Linked DNA regions of Sus scrofa: all the other regions are linked to region 1. The links are chromatin contacts, called in public Hi-C and HiChIP or PLAC-seq maps. All regions are on one chromosome and are shown on one strand. The core of a region is the stretch at or near the end of the contact, and the rest is flanking DNA. Distances in the headings are between cores, read along the strand shown.

Region 1 (4,494 bases), core at 746-3,245:
CTAGGGCCTGTCCATGTCTAGGATGTAGGAAAAGACAGATTTATAGGCTCCCACTGAATTCAATTATTGATCATATCCAGATCTTTCTCACAACGCAAACACGTGTGCCACCTTCATATTCCATTCTTAAATGGTACATTACCAGTTTCACTTGCCTCATAATCCAAGAGTCATACCAAGTTAATTAGAAAGCATCACCTTGCTTTTTAGAGAACACAAACTAAGATTTTATTATGACTATGCTAAGCTGACATAATGCCAGCCTTTAAATAAAATATCCACCATGATATCACCTCTTAAGAGCTATTCAAATCCAATCACTATACTTTCATGGGGGCTCAAAGAGATCCATCTGAGACACAAAGCAACATGTTCAGTATCAGCAGAACAGCTGCCTAGAACAGTAAAAGATACGTGAGCAAGAGATCTGTTGACAATCTAATTTCAGCTACCTCGAGATGCCACAAAGATGACAACCTGCGTCCTCAGAAATACTGCTGCAGGCCACTCTCATCATCCGAATATTCCCGTTTACTTCATCTCTGCATGCTGAGCTACTCTGAAAAATCTATCCATCCGATGCAATATACTAATTCAAGGCCTCCATTCTGGTAAACTGGCCTTAGCGATCCTGAGACCTGCCTCTGTATTTGGCATCCTCGGCCCTCTGCACCCATAGCACTGGCTACAGACGATGAACGAAAACACGGCATTTCATCCCCAACAAGAATGGAATCTTAAAGGCACTTTACCTTGGAAGTTCAATTAGCAACTGATCGAGGAGTTGAAGTGTTTTGGGAGTACCATTCGGGTTTTAGGGCCTGGGATGTTTTGTGTTGCATGAACAATGACTAGCTTGCTGGAGCAGCCTCCCAACCCCCACAACTTGGCTCTGGTGCGGCCAGTCACCCTGAAAGCTGCCAGGGCTGTCACTCGGTGCCTTCCAGCAACCGGACTTGGCTCCTAAAGGATTTGTCAGATCATCCTCCCAATATGGCTGCCGGAGTAATCCCGGGCCGCCGAACGCCGAGACCACCCCGGCCTGCCCGCCGCTGGCCAGCATCCAGCATCCAGCGAGCCCCCTCCCTTTCCATCGCGCTGCTCTCTGGTCCCCGCGCCATCGGCTCCCCCCTCCCACGCGACGCCCGCTCCCGCCTTCATCTGGCAAAAGGGCGCAACCACATTCCTAGCCGAAGCCCCGATGCCGATCATAACGGGGAAGCGGGGATGGGGGAAATCAGGCAGGGGGGGCTTCAAAGCCAAGCAGAGCCGCAATGTGCGCAGAGGGCCCAGGGAACGCACGGCCCGCGGCGGCTCAGCTGCCCGACCGCTCCGCACCGCCGGAGCCTCGCGGCTCAGGGGGAGCTGAGGGCTAGTGCGGGGCACTGCGGGGGACCCAGCAGGCCGCTGGCCCCAAGCCCGGGGCTCGCCGCCGGCCCCGGACGGCCCTCTATCCCCGAGGGCGAGGCTCCCCCGCCCCGCCCCGCCCCGCCCGGCGCCCCGCTGGGGCAGCGCCCTCACTACCGGCCGCTCCGGCCCGGAGCTTCCCCCGCTCGGACCCCACCCGCCCCCCGCCCGGCCGCCCCTCCCCCCGGGCGGTCCCCTCCTCAGGCCGGCTGCGCAGCGTCAACCGCCGCCCGCCTTACCTCAGCCGCGCTGCGGACCGACGGGCAGACGGGCCGGGTCAGCAGGCGCCGCGGCGCGCGGGGGCTTGGGCAGCCCGGCACCGACGCTCCTCAGCGCGAGCAGCGGCCGCCGCGAGCAGCAGGGCGCCGCTCGGCAACCCCATCACGCAACGGACCAGCCCCGCATCGAGGGCCGCGGCGGCCGGAAGGCGGGAGCGCAGAGACCGGGACACGAAGACGGGCCGGCGGTGGCGGTGGCGACGGCGGCGGCGGCGGCGGGCGGAGAGAGGCTCTGACTCGCGCTGGCGCCTCCCTGGTCCGCCGCCGTCCGACTGCCCCGCGTCTGTCCTCGCGAAGCTCCGCCCGCAGTCGCCGGCGCGGGACACCGCCCCGAGCCCGGCCGCCGCGCGTCACCTCGGCCCGCCCCGGCGCCTGCGACTGACGTGGGCGTCGACCAATCGCAGGGAGAGCCGGAGATGCGAGGCGGTGGGAGAGGCGGAGACCGCAGGACGCCCCCTAGTGGCTCGGAAGCAGGAGCGGGTGCGGGGGTGCGAGGATGCGGGGTGGGCAAAGGCGGCGCCCACAGTCCCCTCCCAGGTGACCCCCGAAGGGCGTCAGTCGGCGGGAGCCGCGCCCTGCTAACCCGATGATCCGCCTTGTAAGGGGACAAAGCAAGGCTAAGGGAGGCGGAGCGGGACTGTGGGGGCCAGACGCCTGCGGGGGAGCAGAGATGAATGTGGGAGGCGGCCGAGTCTGGAGTCATTGTCCATTTGGAAAACATCTCACCCGTTGAAGCCGTGGAACACTGCGCAGTGAAACACGCAAAGGGATGAGTGTATTATCCCGCAGAAAGCTCCCCGGCCTATTCTTATCCAGCCCGCAAACACCTCCCACACGCCACCTTGGGAAAAAAGGCAGAATGAGTAATGGAAAAGCATGACTTAGTGGGCATTCAACTTGTCTCCTTGGGAGACCGAGTAAGCGCCGTGAGTAAAGGAACAAAATGCTTTGTATCGCCCCGGAATTAACCAACCGAGCTCCCTTCTGGGAGATGCCCTTGAAGGAGGGTTTTTGGAATTCAGAAACCCAAAGAACAGAAGCACCCTGGTAGCAATTTTTTAAAATCAGATTTAGATTCTGCTCAAAAGAAAAGCCCACAACTGTTCATGAGAGGTCCAATTCAGTACTTAACAAAATATTAATTCAACAGTAATTTGTGCAATTTTCATGCCAAGCACCACTGTTTATAAGGCGAAATGCTTTTTGATTTACTAGCAGAAATTGAAAGTAAAATTTAATTTTTTCCTCCTGAATTCAATACAGTATTGGATGTTAAAAGCCTTGTTTATAAGTACAAACGCTAAAGCATCAAAGTTAATTTTTTACACTAATGATTTTGGAAAATTTCCACTCCCGCTTAAGTCCTTATACTTTCCATCCATTCGACGTCTATTGAATATTTCTCGTTTCGTTTAGAATTTTGGGGGGTTTTTTGTTGGTGGTGTTGGTTTCTTTTGCTTTTTTAGGGCCGCATCCAGGGCATATGGAGGTTCCCAGGCTAGGGGTGGATCGGAGCTACAGCTGCCGACCTATGCCACAGTCAAAGCAACTGCCGATCAGGAGCTGAGTCTGCAACCTACACCACAGTTCACAGCAACACCGGATCCTTAACTCACTGAGCGAGGCCAGGGATCAAACCTGAAACCTTGTGGTTCCTAGTCAGATTTGTTTCCGGTTTGCCACACTGGGAACTCCTTATTTAGAATTTAAGAACTTCACCTATTCATAGATGGATTTGACATAGCTTACAATGAAGCATACAAGCAATAAAACTGTATAGCATTAAAGTAGGAGTAAAGTTAATAATAATTTTTAAGTAATAAAAGGCTATATGGGGGACTGTATGAATAAGGGGAATGCATAGAAAGAAAAGTAATATTAAAAAACAGAGTTGGGAGTTCCCGTCGTGGCGCAGTGGTTAACGAAGCCGACTAGGAACCATGAGGTTGCGGGTTCGATCCCTGCCCTTGCTCAGTGGGTTAAGGATCCGGCGTTGCCGTGAGCTGTGGTGTAGGTTGCAGATGCGGCTTGGATCCCGTGTTGCTGTGGCTCTGGTGTAGGCCGGAGGCTGCAGCTCCAATTGGACCCCTAGGCTGGGAACCTCCATATGCCTCAGAAGTGGCCCTAGAAAGGGTAAAAAGACAAAAAAAAAAACCACAAAAACCAAAACAGAGTCAAGGCAAGGTGCCCCCACTGAGCACAAAGCTCAGCTCCTAGTTTCCTGAAGGACAAGACAAAAATGAATTACAGTGGAGTTCCCTGGTGACCTAGTGGTTAAGGATTCCATATTGTCACTGCTGTGGCTGGCGTTCCTTCCCTGGCCCGGAAACTTCCATATACCACTGGTGTGGGGAAAAAAATGTAATTATAATGTGTTAATAAACAGAAGCTCATCGATTCATCAGTGGACACCAACTTTTTTCTTAAAAAAAGATCCCTTTGCATTAAGTACTCTGATAAGCACCATGGAGAGTTACAAAAACCTGGATGGTAGTTAATATTATTTGAGCTCGCAGTAGAGCTCAAATTAAAAAGAATCTAAAACAGTGAAAGAAGGGACAAAGAGATCAGACTTGTGGTTGCCACAGGGGAGGGGGTTGGGAGAGGGATGGAGGAGGTTGGGGTTAGCAAATATAAGCTATTATACATAGAATAAGTAAACACAGGGTCCTCCTGTATAGCACAGGGAACTGTATCCAATATTCTATGATAAACTAATGGAAAAGAATATTTTCTTAAAAAGGAATATATATATATATGTGTGTGTATGTATATGTATAACTGAATCACTTTGCTGTGCAGCAGAAAT
Region 2 (4,494 bases), core at 520-3,019, 180 kb before region 1:
CTCTTAAGCAAAAAGAAACGAAACAGCTAAAGGAAGGGAACGAGAGAAGTGCTGCCCACAGGGCCGCAGCTGGGAGGGCGCGGGCCTCACCAGTTTTTCAATGAAATCATCCACAGCCTGACCAGCCTTCACCAGTAGGATGATCCGCCGCGGCTTCTTCAGCATGGAGACCATCTCCTCCAAGGAGCGAGCACCAACCACCCTGGTTCCCTTTGCCTCATTGGCCAAGAAATCATCCACTTTGGAGACTGTCCGATTAAAAGCACAGACCTGGAAGGGCAAAGGCCTGATCAGGAGACCTAGGACACACGAGACCTTCACACCGTAGGCTGAGTAACAGCAGGATTTCTGTGCAGCCCAAGGTTTGGAGGCCAGACCCTGTTTTATCTTTTCCCCACCCAGTGGTGACTGATCACCATAAAGCTAATTTTAACAGGATGAAAAGGCAAAGGTCAACTGCCAGAGATACATGGGGCTAGCTAGTCTCATTATTTGGTTAGGACTCAAATCTAGGAACAGAAGGTTCCAGACTGTTATCTTTTGTTTCTGGTGATCCTTGTATCTAAACTAGTTTAGTATTCACACCGAACTTGCCTCCAGATGCCATTAGGCAATAAAGTTAGAGCTATCCACATCCAGCAGGGTTTCGCCTCCTTAGGCTCCAGACGGGCTTACTCAAGGCTGCAAACCTTTCAGAACCCACAGGCTCACTGAGCAGGACTCTTCTTCTTGAGACAGTCGTGGGGCTGGCCCTCCAAATCCCAGAAGTAAAGTGTTGCTTCTCTCTCTCTTGCAAAAATGTGATAAGCAGCCACAGAGTATATATAAAGAGAACTATCTTACAGGTTATATGGGATCTTTGAAACCAGAACGATCACCAGCATTCAGGCCAAAGCAGCAAGAACCCCTAAGAGTGTGTGTCCCCCCTGACTTACCACAAAGCCGTGGTCGTTCATGTTCAGAATTAAGTTCTGGCCCATGACGGCCAGTCCAATCAGTGCAATATCAGCCCTGAAAGCCAAAGGAAACTGCGTCAGCTGCACTTGGTTCATTACACCTCAAGGACCCAGCATTTTGGAGCTTTTGCTCTTTGTTGAATAACCCGCCTTAACGCTCCTCCATCCCCCTCCCTCCTTTTGCACTTCAGAACCCAGGCTTGCAGCCTTCCTGGAAACTACAGACGGGCCACCCACTCTGCTACTTCACGGATTCGCGAGTTCTCAAGACCTAGCAAACATGCACGCAGAAGGGTGGTCTCGGGGTAACCTCTTCTGTGCTCCGGCCGAGCTGGTAACGACCCCGTTCCAGGCGTCCCGCCCGCCGTCCCCGGGCCCTGGCTCCCCTCGGCCACGCCCGTCCCCTCCCCTCCCTCCTGCGCTTCCTAGGAACCGGATCCGCCGGCGCCACCGCGGGGGGCAGAGGAGCTGGGTCCGAGGAAAAGCGAGGTCGCGGGCTCCCTCGGGGTCCAGCGGTTCCGGAGCCTGGGCCCGAGGGGGCTGAGACCATGGAGGTCCAGGGCTCCGGGCGCCACGAGGCCGGGCTCCGGCGACCCCCGGCACCGAGGCGACGTCGGGGGCAGCTCGGGCCTCGGAAAGTTTCCCGGCCGCCCGCAGGTGGTCACTCACTGGGCCATGGCGGCGGCAGAGCGGGCTGGAGCGAGCAGAGCGGAAGGCAGGAAACGCACGGCGCGGACAACCGGGACTGAACCCCGTCCCGGCTCGCTTCCCCTGGCCGCGGCCGAGGCTTCCCAGCGCCGGCCAGTCAGAAGGGAGGGGTGGAGCTATGGAGCTCAGCCATTGGTCCGCTCCAGCGCCTGTTAGACCACCTGAGGAAAATGGGCTTGCCCACTCCTAGGGCTGGCTCAGGAGAGCGCCGAGCACATCGATGACATCGCTCCGGCGCTCGCGGGGGCGTGGCGCTGGTCACCCGCGCCGGGACTGGCGGAGGGCGGGGGCAGAGGACAAGCGGGGCCCGGATTCTGCTCCGCTGCAAGGTGCGGTAGGGTGATGATGGCTCACGTCCCGCAGCGCTTTCCAGGACAGAGGGCCTTGAACGCCTGTGGTCCAAGTGTCCATTCCCATTGCTGTGGTGCACACCTGAGGTGTTTTTTTGGTTTTTGGTTTTTTTTTTTTTTTTTGTCCTTTGTCCTTTTAGGACCGCACCAGTGGCATATGGCGGTTCCCAGGCTAGGGGGGGTCCTAATCGGAGCTGTAGCCGCTGGCCTAGCCAGAGCCACAGCAATGCGAGATCCAAGCGAGTCTGCGCCCTACACCACAGCTGATGGCAACACAGGATCCTCAACCCACTGAGCGAGGCCAGGGATTGAACCCACACCTCATGGTTCCTAGTCAGATTCATTAACCACTGAGCCACGACAGGGAACTCCAGTGCACACCTGAGTTTAAGCTTGAAATCTCTGGACCTCTGGGCAGGGCCGGGGGGTGTATTCTTGTCTGTGGACACGTGTGATGGGTGCCAGGAAATGTTGCTCCTCACCACGACCTTGAGTGGGAGACGTGTAGCCCCTTTTTGCAGATGAAGAAACTGGCGCAGAGAGGGCAGGCTGGGAATGTACTTGCTGGGGTGGGATGGGGCCGGGCTTGGAGGTCGTGTCACTGAACCCCTTCCCAGCTAAGGAACTAGAAGCGACGCGATGGTGAAAGATCGGTCTAGGACATTAAATATATCTCCCACCGGCAGGAGTCCTGGGTGCACAAGGCATCTTGATCCTCCGCAGGGGACCCTGCCGCCTCCAGCGCAGATCCTTGTGGACTCGCCCAGCTCCTCCAGCACTTTTTAAGGGTTTTTGATTTCTGTGAATGATTCACCGAACAGAGCCTTGCCCTTAGTAAATGTTCAACAGATGTTTAATTACTAGTATCACACAGCTAGTTAGCAGCTAGTTAGCGGCCTCTTGTGCCTATTTCAAGGCCAAGGCTATTTCCATCACACCAGTTGCACAGGTTACTTTGTAATGTAGGTTTTAACAGATACTGTTATAACTTCCATGTTAGCAATGTCCCACAATAGCTGGTTTCCCGCCCCCCCCCCAGGCATGTGGAAGTTGACAGGCTAAGGATGGAACTCCTGTCCCAGCTGTAACCAGAGCCACAGCAGTGACAATGCCAGATCCTTAATCTGCTGAGCCAGTAGCGTCCTCCTAGTGGTTTTTTCCTAATGAAAGTTGTATGTTAATTAAATCACAGTAACTATTTTTTTTTAAATGCAATAGTGGCATCTTACGCTGAAAGTTAAAAATGATACCATAGTCCACTTTATCTTGTATTTTTTCTATATTATGGTTTCTCCACTAGAGACATTCTTTTTATCAATTTTTTTTTTTTTTTGTCTTTTGTCTTTTTGTCTGTTGTTGTTGCTATTTCTTGGGCCGCTCCCGCGGCATATGGAGGTTCCCAGGCTAGGGGTTGAATTGGAGCTGTAGCCACCGGCCTACGCCAGAGCCACAGCAACGCGGGATCCAAGCCGCGTCTTCGACCTGCACCACAGCTCACGGCAACGCCGGATCGTTAACCCACTGAGCAAGGGCAGGGACCGAACCCGCAACCTCATGGTTCCTAGTCGGATTCGTTAACCACTGCGCCACGACGGGAACTCCTTTTTATCAATTTGATCTTTTCCTTGAGTTACTTCCGTATTTGCCTGTTTTGCACCAGCTGGACCTTCACCCCTGGAGGTACAATGTTTCTCTTCTTTTTCACTCTCCCATTGCCTGGTACATGTTAATGGACCATGGTTGACTCACTGTATAGATGTCCAGGTTGGGGCCAAGCTGAGCACAGAATTTCCTCTTGAGGGCAGTCATTTCTTCTCGCTTCTACTGGTTGCAAAAATTAAAGTTGTAAGCAAGACTGACATTTATTTAAAGCTATAATCAAGGTGCCCTGGCCGCCCTCGGTGCTTCCCTGAAGGGTAAAGACGTGAATAGGAGACGTGAACCCATAAGCCAGGCAGACAAGAGAGTGCGAGCTGATGGCCATGGCCACAGCCACGCTAGCCCTGCACCGAGACCTGGGCCTAAAACAGGTGACTCAGTAGCTTTGGATGAACCAGGCCGGCAGGAACCTTGGAGTTCTCCCAACCCAATGTCTCACAAGCCAGTGTGCAGGGAGGCGTGTTAAATGTGATTTCTGATACCACAGGTCTGAGACAGGCCAGGAGATGTGCATTTTACCAGGACCCCCGGATGATTGAGTGCTGGTGAAAACAACTCTCAAAGGGTAGTCAGGACTCTGGAAGCCCCTCAGACACCTCAAGGGCAAGTGGGGACAGAGCTATGTCCATGGTCCAGTAAGACATGATTTGCTGCCTTCTTCTCATTCTTTTTTAAGTGTACAGTGGGTTGTTTCCAGAGGCTACATCACAGGTGACACAGAACAGGTGAAATTTAGAGGCAGATGTAAGAATCCGGGGCCTCTTAAGCTGTAGAAGCAGGACATTAGAGAGATCCACAAACAATACCTACCACTCCTCTCA
Region 3 (4,494 bases), core at 1,242-3,741, 150 kb after region 1:
TTGAACTGTCTCTTTGTGTTCAGACTAATTTGTGGAATATAATTTTATATTGATCTTATATTAGTGAAATCAATTCTTCACATTTATTTTACTATTCTGTTGACCTTGAAAAATGTCTGTCTCTGCCACAATGATTACATATGTTCCATATATGGTCCAAAAAAGAGTCAAGACCTTCCTCATGGACTGGGTAAAGGAAACAGGCAGTTCAGATTACACGCATCTTTAACTGGTCTGTATGCTTTAATGGTTTGAAAATAATTTCTTGGTGAAAACTCGTGTGAAAAAATTTCTAAACCAGAAACAATTTAGAGAACATAAACAAAAAAAAGTTATCTCTGCACATAATGGACTACTAAAAAACTCTTTGACTGAAGAGAAAAGAACTGTTAGGATTAATATTAAAGGAAAAATGGAGGTGTAGTTTTTAAAAGTACTACATAAAAGAACTTTTTAAAAGCACCACATAAAACAAAGTGCCTCTAAGGGGAATCTCCTGATAGGTCCTCACTGAAAGAAACCGTACGATATTTCCTAGTTTAAGATTACATTATTGATGTATTTAGAAAACAAAGTCAGTAACACCAAACGGGCGATCCTGACTTTCCAAACACAACCAGGTATCAAAACCAAAAAAATGATTTGCTACCCTTCCTATGTGACCCCTAACCCACCACTTGCCTGACTCATCCCTGGAGAATTTGTTCCCAGGTAAACACATCAATTACTCTGTAGCTAAAACTGAAGCATGGAAGTTTTATAGCACAACCAACCTAATGGATGACTACCTTCATGATACTGTAGGGAAATTGTACATGAACCAGAGGAAGAAATGGTAGGCTGAAGAGAGTAAGGCCAGCAGGGTCCTGAAAGGCAAGATCCCAATGTGTAAAAATGAAGGGAAAAGTCAACAGAGGCACAGGAAATTCCTTGTAGCCTAAATGCCACTGTTTTTAATGATTATTATTAAATTATCTTGAACACATCAAGAAGGGGATGCGAAGACTCCTTTCTGAAATAATAATGAGGGGGTCCACAAAGTCATGTGCTTCCTGTTTGGTGTCTGCAACAGCATAACACAAGTTTGAAAGGGACAAAAACTAGAAGAAAGCAGAATGAAAGAGAAGTAAGCCAGAAGTCAGCGGTCTGTTAAAATGCTAGAATTTAACTGTAATTGACTAAGCTATTGAGAAGAAATGTATTGCGTTCAACATCAAAGAAATCTGTAGGTCACCCCCAAACACAAATGTAATGTTTAATTAACTTCTACGATGAAATGGCCATAAAAACTCGGGATTTCAAATCTTTCAAAAACATACACCCATGCATTGATTCCATCCAAAATTATTCTTTAAATCTCTGCAGTACGGCGCGCGCGCGCGAGGGCCAGCGCCAGCGCGAGCGCGCACAGACACACGCACAACTTGATGTAAATCTAGCCTTTCCTGCTTAAACACCCTGAGAGAGGAATGAAAGGCTCAATATGCTCTCCCCTTCTTTAGACCCTAAAAGACTCGAAAACAAGCAAAAGGAGTTCAGGATGAAAAAAGAAGGCAAAGGAATACAAGCGAATACAACCAGAGATCCTCTCAGGGACTCATTTTATTCTTGGAAAATGTCATCTCCATTCCTGCCCAAAGGCCAGGCACCACTGGCGCAATCTCCTCCCTATCCGAAACGCCAGAGAGTTGGCCAACTCATCTCCCAATGTGTCCCCCAACCTCCTCACCTCATCAGCGCTCAGCTCCTCCATCGCTTTCCTCTTAATGGTGAAAGGCGTTACGGAGAGATCCTTCTGTTCTTTGAGACCAGGGCGGGAGGAGAGTGGAAGGTGTCTTTCGGGCTGTCTGGTCCCCCGAATGGGGGAGGTTTCAGAATTGCATAGTCAGAGGTTAAAAAATAAGAACACGAGAGGCACTGAAATGCCTTGGCGTCAGTCACTCCAATCGCCCCAGAGACTCCTACAGCTGCTTATCCCCGAGCAGCCTCCTCTGACTGCCACTGCTGCTGCTACAGGGTTATCTTAAGGCGCCACTTATTACCCTCTGCTTCCCAGGTTACCCAGACTAGCGAGCTCGGTCTCCAGCTCGCCTCGCGCTCGAAGCCTGCTGTGTCTTCGGGGTGGTGGCGCGGCAGCGGATCTTCCCACCGCAGATCTTGCTCTCCTACCCACCCTTTGCCCCTGGCGGGAACAGTTCAACTGCAGAGTGGGTGCCCCGAGGTAAGGCGACCCCAGAGCCGCCCAGGCAGAGCCCAGCACTGACGAGGGAAGCTCCTCCCCTCCCAAAGCAGGCCGGCCACGCCCCGCCTCCACGCCAGAGCCCGGGCAGGGGGGAGGGGTGGACTGGACTCGCGATGCTCGGGCTGGAAGAGTAAAACCTCCTACCCCTCCACCCCTACTCTTACCCCCTCGCCCCACCAAGTATTATTCATCAAAACAACAGGGCGGCCATCTTTGAAAGGGATCACGTGATCCCGCCAGGGAGGCGGGGCTTCTGGCCCCAAGACGAGGCAGCCAATGGGCCGCGGGCGGCGCGCCGCCGATTTCCTCTCGCCTGCATCTCCTCCCGCCCCCGCCCCACCCTCTTCCCCGCCGCCGCGCGGGGCGGGGGAGGGGCGAGCGGGGCCGCGGGCTGGGGGCGGGCGGAGCGCGGGGGGCGGGGCGGCGCGCTGCCATGGCGACGGCGCGGGCGGCGGGCGAGGCCGGCAGGGCCCCGGTAGGTCCCCTGGAGGACCGCGCGGGCTGGCGGCCGCGGGGAGCGAGCACACGCACCCACGCCGGGAGGGGTGGCCAGGAGGGGACGCCCGCCCGCGACTAGGTCCTACAGCGCCTCCGTTGTTCCCAGACGCTCCTTTCTAGCGACTCAAAAAGGCCACTTCCCTCCACGATGCAGGCGAAATGAAATAAAACAGAAAACGCCTCCTTTCTCGGAGGAGCGTACTCTGCCAGACCGCTCACATTCTGAAAAACCTTTCTACGTACACTCTTCTACCTCCACAAACAAAGCCCATTTAGAAGAAAACTCTGACCCAAGTAGAACTTTCTTTCATAATTGTCCTTTTGTTTCTTTATATTTTATTTTTTCGACCGCCCCGCTGGCATGTGGAGTTCCTGGGCCAGGGTCAGAGCTCACCCATGGTTGAGGTGCAGGTTAGGGATCGAACCTGCGTCCCAGTGCTCTCCAGACACCGCAGATCCTGTTGTGCCACAGGGGCAACTTATTATTGTCCTATCAGAGATAGTTTCTGATTTTTTTTTTCAAGTGCGTCCCAAAATGCTGGCAAAATTTGGGAGTTCCCCGTCATGGCCTAGTGGAACCGAATCTGACTAGTATCCATGAGGACACAAGTTCGATCCCCGGTCTCACTCAGTGAATTAAGGATCCGAGCGCGATGCCCTGAGCTGTGGCGTAGGTTAGAGACATACCTCGGATCCTGCCTTGCTCTGGCTGTGGTGTAGGCCGAAGGCTACAGCTCCGGTCTGACCCCTGGCCTGGGACCCTCCATATGCCACGGATGGGGCCTTAAAGAAAAAAAAAAAAAAGATAAAAAAAATTCGACATCACCAAGAATTATTCTATTAGCAACCTTCGAATGTACAATACAGTATTGTTAACTGTGGTCCCTGTGCTGTAGATTACATCCCCAGGACTGACAAATGGAAGCTTGTACCTTTTGCCCACCCACTACCCCTCTCTGGCAGCCACCAATCTGTTCTCTGAAGAATGCAATCACGTTTAAAACATACAGATCTAAATAGAGCGATCAACATAACAATATCATGAAATTCCAGATTTTGCCACATATGAAGAAGAACATACTGAATGGGCTCATTGACTTACCCATAATCGTAAAGATTGCATTCCAGAATTAAAAGTCACAATTTTTTTCTCCTTACTTCAAATAGTAACATGACAGCTAGATATGTAAGGGATTTGTAAGTAAAATTAAAGCACTGCTGGCTTTCCGCTCTCCAGGAAGGGAATTCTGTGTAAGCCAGACTTTTTTTTTTTTTTTTTTTGTCGTTTTGCCTTTTCTAGGGCTGCTCCTGCAACATTTAGAGGTTCCCAGGCTAGGGGTCAAATCGGAGCTGTAGATTGATGGCCTATGCCAGAGCCATAGCAATGCCAGATCTGAGCCGTGTCAGCTCACGGCAATGCCAGATCCTTAACCCACTGAGCGAGGCCAGGGATCGAACCCACAACCTCATGGTTCCTAGTTGGATTCGTTAACCACTGAGCCACAAAGGGAACTCCTGTGTGAGCCAGACTTTAGACTCCTGGTAACACTGATGTTAATACATTTACTTCTTTTTAAAAATGTGATCATTGCTGTATTATTCACGTAACATACAATTTACACGTTTAAAGTGTACAATGGTCTTAAGATATTCACAGTTATTCAACCATCACCACTAAATTCAAGAACATTTCTTACCCCACAAAGAAAGCCTAAGCCTATTAACAGTCACTCCCCTTCCTCCCCTCCTCTCCC

The links. Hi-C and Micro-C count contacts between places; a contact is called where the count stands out from the background. HiChIP or PLAC-seq counts read pairs in DNA pulled down with a chosen protein or histone mark.
Region 2: an H3K27ac HiChIP or PLAC-seq map of alveolar macrophages shows a contact between it and region 1. The contact joins the promoter of PGD here to the promoter of KIF1B in region 1. A contact is called at or near these places in 1 of 5 promoter capture datasets (fetal liver), 2 of 47 Hi-C or Micro-C datasets (alveolar macrophages and heart right ventricle) and 2 of 2 datasets of contacts at active chromatin or transcription factors (alveolar macrophages and skeletal muscle).
Region 3: a contact with region 1 is called in a Hi-C map of skeletal muscle, with 3 times the contacts expected there. The contact joins the promoter of UBE4B here to the promoter of KIF1B in region 1. A contact is called at or near these places in 4 of 47 Hi-C or Micro-C datasets (heart right ventricle, liver and skeletal muscle) and 1 of 2 datasets of contacts at active chromatin or transcription factors (alveolar macrophages).

Annotation. Positions count from the first base shown.
Region 1 is chr6:70,492,645-70,497,138 of Sscrofa11.1, reverse strand. KIF1B (kinesin-like protein KIF1B) reads right to left here and starts at 1,995. Exons shown (of 46, transcript XM_021095324.1): 1 at 1,647-1,995.
Region 2 is chr6:70,673,026-70,677,519 of Sscrofa11.1, reverse strand. PGD (6-phosphogluconate dehydrogenase, decarboxylating) reads right to left here and starts at 1,769. Exons shown (of 14, transcript XM_003127557.4): 1 at 1,626-1,769; 2 at 936-1,011; 3 at 91-270. The coding sequence starts at 1,633.
Region 3 is chr6:70,343,786-70,348,279 of Sscrofa11.1, reverse strand. It overlaps UBE4B (ubiquitin conjugation factor E4 B), which reads right to left and starts at 2,491. Exons shown (of 27, transcript XM_021095312.1): 1 at 1,730-2,491. The coding sequence starts at 1,753.